Linked DNA regions of Mus musculus: region 2 is linked to region 1. Evidence: chromatin contacts called from public ChIA-PET data. All regions are on one chromosome and are shown on one strand. The core of a region is the stretch at or near the end of the contact, and the rest is flanking DNA. Distances in the headings are between cores, read along the strand shown. Region 1 overlaps Chst11 (carbohydrate sulfotransferase 11). Region 2 overlaps Slc41a2 (solute carrier family 41, member 2).

The links. ChIA-PET counts read pairs in DNA pulled down with a chosen protein or histone mark.
Region 2: a contact with region 1 is called in an RNA polymerase II ChIA-PET map of memory CD8 T cells, with 8 read pairs. The contact joins two enhancer-like sites. A contact is called at or near these places in 3 of 39 promoter capture datasets (the 3T3-L1 cell line and 3T3-L1-derived adipocytes), 1 of 484 Hi-C or Micro-C datasets (Th1 cells) and 3 of 115 datasets of contacts at active chromatin or transcription factors (double positive thymocytes, effector CD8 T cells and memory CD8 T cells).

What each region holds. Positions count from the first base shown.
Region 1 is chr10:83,182,899-83,186,143 of GRCm38.p6, reverse strand. All of the region lies in intron 2 of Chst11 (carbohydrate sulfotransferase 11), which reads right to left. Among named protein-coding and RNA genes, the nearest start is that of Slc41a2, 150 kb to the left of the region's middle. Within about 2 kb of position 1,718, at least 150 of the 459 cell types and tissues checked have an H3K27ac peak or open chromatin away from gene starts, as enhancers often do. A contact at or near this core is called in Th1 cells, double positive thymocytes, effector CD8 T cells and 1 more, where this site is marked.
Region 2 is chr10:83,328,455-83,331,699 of GRCm38.p6, reverse strand. All of the region lies in intron 1 of Slc41a2 (solute carrier family 41, member 2), which reads left to right. Among named protein-coding and RNA genes, the nearest start is that of Slc41a2, 7.7 kb to the left of the region's middle. Within about 2 kb of position 1,514, at least 83 of the 459 cell types and tissues checked have an H3K27ac peak or open chromatin away from gene starts, as enhancers often do. A contact at or near this core is called in Th1 cells, double positive thymocytes, effector CD8 T cells and 1 more, where this site is marked.

The DNA of each region.
Region 1 (3,245 bases), core at 469-2,968:
TCCCTGCACTTTTTTGGCACCTCTGCCACCTGTTGTCTTGGGTTTTCAGGGATGGAGGGATTTGATGTAGAAACCGCAGCCCCAGCAAACACAAGCACCATATCTACTAGCTGCATTGGAACACTACTGCACAAGTTGCCGCTGAGCCACACACTTGGAAGCAGGTATCATCGGCGTTTCTAACTTCCAGAGAGGGAAACTGAGGCACTGGGGACGATGCAGGTTGCTCAAGGTCCCAGAGATAGGAACTGGGACTGTAAGTTCAGGTGCTGGTAGACACTGACTTGTGTGACTCCTGGAGTCAGAAGCCACACCTGGGGACTCCCACCTCTGGATTAAGCCACCTGGGGACTCAATCCTGGCAGTCCAGAGGTATCATGGTGATAGGCTGGGTCCTATTTCTATCCCAGAGGTCTGCTATACCTTCTCCGGCTGTTGCCGGTGGTCCCAGGGTCCTAGTACTGCCCGGGTAGGAACCACAGCTTCAGAGGGCCTAGAGTCCTATGTATACTAGGGCTGGACCACACTGGAACCTGGGTGTGAGCCTTGTCGAGTCTCACTAAACCTGCTGGGGCTGGTGTTGTCTGTGAGTAACCAGCTGGTGTTCTCCCTGGCATCTGAGGGCTGTAACACACCTTCTTGGAGCCTCTGGTTCACCCATCCTAGGTGCACAGCTTAAAGACCCCTGGGGAAAAAGAACCAGCCAGGCTGTGAGCATCCTGCGAAAAGTACTCAGTCAGTTTATTAAGAGCAAGTTTTGAGGCTCAAGCCCTTGCCTGGCTGCTCTCTTGCAACAGCCACCATCTTGTATGCGTGTCACACACCACTGACTCGCTCTGGCCTCTCTCCCTCCTAGCATGCTAATTCCAGGGTGCAGGTGTCTTCCACTTTTTTTTCCCTCTAATACATTACTAATTCTTGGCCCATAGGAGACACTCGAAGGTTTGTCTGAATTAAAGTGAGAATGCATGAATGCATACGAGTCAGTGCGCACATGCATGTATGAATGTATGCTTACACTCAGGAGTGAATGTAATATATGCACATATGCATGTATGAATAGATGCAGGTATATGTCAATAATGTGGGGTGTATAGGGATTGTGCAGGTTCTGGGTGACTGGAGAGGCTGCTGTGTGCTCCTCTGGTGCCTACATCTGCTGCCCCAGCCCATCCTCCTACTGAGGTTTGGAGCCAGAGTCTGAAGCTGCACCAACGCATTAGCAGATAGGCTGTTCGTCTTAGGAGAAGTCGGCTCTGATGAAACAGCTTTGATCATGGGAGGACTCCTCTGGAGCTTTCTACCTGAGTCAGCCCAGGAAACAGGAGGAGGAGTCATGCCATGCTGGAGGGCAAAGATACCAGAAGAGGTTGGAAGAGCTCTGCACAGGGCTCCGTGAGTTGGGGCGCCTTTCCAGGAAGCCAGATGTAGCTGGAGGGGCCTTATTTACATCCCACAGTCTCTGGGCTCCGGGAGGTTTGGGCCTGGTGCAGAAGGCTTCAGGCTTAGGAATGGGACCATTGCCAAGCTGGCCTGGCTTCCTATGAATGGTGGCCCAGAACAGGGACAAGGGTGAGGAAGGGACAGGGTTCCGACACCAAGGAGGCTGGTCCTTCAGAAGTCTGAAATCAGAGGGGCAGGCAGGCTCTGTGCCTGTTGACTGACACACTCTGGGGATATCGGAAGTCACTTCTGACAGGAGGAAGGAAGCTGGGCCCCTTCTCTCAGCCTCGAGGCTGGCAACTCCCCCCCAGGGCTGGGCTGTCTGTGGTATTTTAGGGAGGCAGGTAGGTGTGTGTGTGGGAGAATATGGCTTGGCCCTGCAGGTTCTCTTGGCTTCTGACTGGACAATTTGGCTTTGTGGTTTCCTTCCTGCCTCTCTCCAGAGACTCAGCACGCCTTACTGAACATTTGACTGAGCATCTTGAGCCCTCAGGCCTTGGTTCCCCATTCTGTACCATGGGGACAATAGTTGTGCATTCTGGGGGTTGCTTTGATGATTGAGGGCTCAGAAAAAAAACATATGGCACCATGCCTGTGTCTTGTGAACACCACGGAAGTAGAAATTCACTTCCTGTTTAACGTCATTGTGGAGGATTGTCTGGAAAGGGGCTGGCAGTAGAACCAGGCAGCAAAGCCTTGACTGAACCTGAATGCTGACTCCCTGTGTTGTCTGGTGACTGTAACTCCTTGACTCCACCTTAGCCATCTGACTGTACGGTCAGTGTGGGTGGTCCAGGCACCTGCTCCTAGCCACGGTCCTGGGGTATTTCCATCAGATCAGCTCTGGTGTCTCTGTTACACCCGAGGAACTGCTGGTTGGGTATTCTTCTCCGGGAGTGGGCTCTGCAGGAATGCCAGACACATCTGGCATCTGCTCACGAGGCCTGACTCATGCACATCTGGTATCTCACTGACAGAAAATGACTGATAGACATTAGCTGGAATAACATCCTGGCTGGACAGTTGAAGAAAGGGGCAACATCGCGATGAGCTATCAGTACAGTCAACACACTGTAAAGCAGGCGGTGGATTTCAGGATGCTAGAACTGTAGGCTATTGTGTGTGTGTGTGTGTGTGGTGTGTGTGTGTGTGTGTGTGTGTGTGTGTGTGTGTGTGTGTACTTGTGGAGGTCGATCTTGGGTATTAGGTATCATTCCTTAGACGCTGTCCATCACTCTCCTTCAACAACAATAACAACAACTACTACAACAGTGTTTCTTATTGGCCTGAAACCTACGCTGGGATAACAGACACACATCACAATGCTCAGTGTTTGTTTGTTTGTTTGTTTTTTGCTCCCCCCTATCCGTTCTAGGGATGGAAGCCAGGACCTCAGGCCTGTGCAGCAAGCACTGTACTGGTTGATCTATCTCTGATGCCTCCTGGTCTATCAACACCCCATCTCCCTCATTAATACAAGTTACCCACGTACCATTCCTGGTGGGGAAGAGGCTAGAATTGGGCCAGCCCAGCAGATACCACCGCAAAGTATTCCTCCCTTTCCCACCTGCTAGGCACCTTCTACCCCTTCCACAAGTCACCCACAAACCCAAAAGTCCAAGAAGCCACCCCCAGCATCAGGCCTCACTGTCTCTAGCTGCCCAGCCTTCAACAGTTACAACATTGTGAATGAATACAGCCTGTGCCTTCCCTGCCTGCAGGGCTGCTGGCCCAGGTCTAAATGTCTTGTGTGTCTCAAGCACTTGGTGCTGAATCCTTGCAGGACTCAGAGAAGGAGGGTT
Region 2 (3,245 bases), core at 265-2,764, 150 kb before region 1:
CAAACAACAAGAGAAAAAAAAGCCCAGGCTAAGGAGAACTTGGTACACTAGGTCATCTTTCCAACTCTAAGCACCTATAAGTTATCAAACAGTGTAGATAGTTGTGTGACCAACACATCTTGAAACATTAAAGTAGGCCAGACATGGTGACCCATACTTTTAGACCTTGGTAGGTAGAGAGAGGCAGGCAGATCTCTGTGAGCTTGGGGCCAGTTCTCTATAGCAAGTTCCGGGCCAGCCAGGGCTACATTGAGACTGTCACAATAGTTAAAGTAGAAAACAAGAATATGTTGAACATAGATATTGCTGGACCATAGGGTTAAGGGCTTGTTGTTGGGATTTAGTTAGCCTTCTTAAGGACCTTGGGTTTATTGTAGAGGAAGTAAGATGCCCTTGGATCTAATCAGGACCTGGTTCACTGGTGAGATAGCTATCACCCTAAGATCTCTTTAGGTCCTTTGTCTTTCTCAACTCAGTCAGAAACTTTATATTTCTTGGCCTAGTGATACAGGCATTTCAAATCTGCTTTCACTCTGATCTGAAGAATCTTCCCTTTGTTTCTGTTCCCATTTCATAAAGGTTCCCTGTTTGTTTGCCCTTTTTGCTCCAAGATAGAAAGCTCTAAGAGCTTGCTTCTGCCTTTTCACATTGTGCCTGGTAACTGGTATAATACCTGGTGCATAGTAGGGACTAAACACGTTTGTAACCAGTTAGTACCTGGCACAGAGTAGGAACTAAGCATATGTTCGTTGAGTCTCATGACATATGACACAGTGAGCCATGTTTGGTGGCGTATATCTGTATTCCAGCACTTGGAGAGATTGAGTCAGGAGGACTGTCATGAGTCTGAGGGCAGCCTGGGCTAAGGAGAGAGAGCCCTATCTCAAAAGAATAAAACAAAAGCAAATCAGGGCAGGAGGTGGCTCAGCAGGAGGTGGCTTTGGCCACCAAGCCTGACAACCTGAGTTTGATCCCCAGGACCCCTGTAGTGGATAGAGAACCAACCCCTTGAAAGTCTTTCCCTGACCTCCACACATGTCCAGCCTCTGTGTTCATGATGTGGCACACACACACACACACACACACACACACACACACACACACACACGTATGCAGGCATGCACTCGAGAACACACCCACAAATAAATGTGGAACAAAAAAAAAAAAAAAAAACTAGTATGACTGAATGTGGCGCCCCACAGCTGTAACTGTGGCGCAGAAGGCAGCGGAAGGAGAATTGAGTCAAGCTTGAGGTTAGCCTCGTCTTCACAGGAAGTGCCAGGACAGCCAGAACTACAGACTGAAACCCTGTTTCAAAAAAAAGCAAACAAACAAATGTAAAACAGCAACAACAAAAGACAAAACGAGATATTTCCTGATATCAGGACTGTTTTGTTTTTAGTTAGACTTTCTTGGGCAAAAAGGTTTTATTGGAATATTTTTCTCACTTGAAACACTAGGGTTAGAACTACATTTGTTTATTTTTTTAAAAGCTCTGCAACCCAAAATACTCTCTTACAGCCACACAGTGGTAGAGGTGTTGGAGGAAGGTTCTGCTATGGTGATCTCTCCTGCAGTCCCAGCTTCTGAAAGATCAGCAGTTCAAGGTCATGTCAGCTCTGCCGTAGCGAGTTCCAGGCCAGCCTGGTATACCCAAAACCCTGTCTCAAAACAACAGCAGCGACAACAACAAACAGTAATAAGAGTAATACATTTTGATTTTCACTTAGAAGTATAGAATGGGACAGGTGGCCCACAGGAACAGAAATCTAGCACACACGCGCATTTGAGCACGCAGGCATCCTGAACTTTTGACAAAGGCAGCTTTTTACAGATGCTGGGGACAAAGCAAATAAGATTAAAGTCCCCAGAGCCATCAGGAGAGAGAGGTTTTGCTCTTTGAAGTGGTAAAATTAGAGCATCCCTATGCCCCAGAGAACTCATGGGGATGAATTTAATGATGTCAGTTTGTTTCCAGAGAGTGTCGCTGCTAACACAGTACTGTGATGTCACAAAACTAAATCGAGAAACAAAGAAAGAATTCTGTTGGCATATGGTTCTGATAACTGGAAAGCAGCTTTGAAAACTTTGTGAGAAGTAGAAAGGTTTCAGTTCAAACTTGCCTGTCTGTAGATTTTTGGGGTGTTGAAACTTGGCTAGTTTTGTAAGTAAGTTTATCTATTTTAGACTAGATTGTCAGAATCAAACTTTGCTAGTATAGAAATGGCTTTAAAACTAAATTGAAACTGTTAACATGTATGTATCTTTAAAACGTATTTCCGTGTGCGTGAGTGTGCGCACGTGAGTGTGTGTGTGTGTATGTGTGTGTATTATGTGTGCACAGGCCTACACATTTGTGCCATGGGCGCGGGTGGAGCATTGAGGACAGCTTGCAGGAATCAGTTTTCACCCTAAGACCATATGGTTCCTGGCAATCAAACTTGGTTCTTTGGGCCTGGTGGCAAGCGCCTTTATCCACTGAGCCATCTCACTGGCCCTCTGTAATTATCCTAAAGTAATTGCAGACGTTGGAAAGTATTATGCACAAACTTGCTCATTTTCATTGCAGTGTAATTTAGTCAAGAGTCAGCTCTAGGGAAATGATTCAATAAGATGCGTCAGCCCTTTGAAGAAATCTAACCTGCTGCCCTACTCCCCATGGGTAAATGCTTTTGAGCACTTAGGGGCCTCCTCTGTGCTTTCCTCCTGGCTAGGAATTCCTGGACTTCTCTTGATGGCCACTTGATGTTTGGTCATGTGAACCGTGACTTAGACCACTCCATTCTCTCTGTGTAGTTTTCTGTCAGGCTACCATTTACTTCATTGTATTGCTCCCCCCAACCCCGTCTCCTGTCCGCCCTCTCTCCACACCCCAATTTCTTTGGATCTTACTTACCCTTTAAAGTTTTAGTCTTTCTCGTGGGCACATTTTGTCAAGTCCTGGGGAACACGTGGACCTTTGTATCAAAATCTCATAGACTGGTAAAGAGCGTAAAAAGTGTAAATGAGCGGAGGGAGCTGGCGCTTTAGTCTGCACGGCTCCACGTGACATATACAGACAAGCCAGCTATGGCGTGCATATCTGGGCTGTCAGAAGATACTCCTCCACTGATTACGTAATGGAAGATAATGCAAAGTGAGTTCGCCTGTGAGTCAGAGCGGCCTCTGGATCCTTAGCCACACATGCCCATACATGCTGGCCATGGGATGGTCTGGAACACCTGCAGTGGCTTCTTTGTCACCCA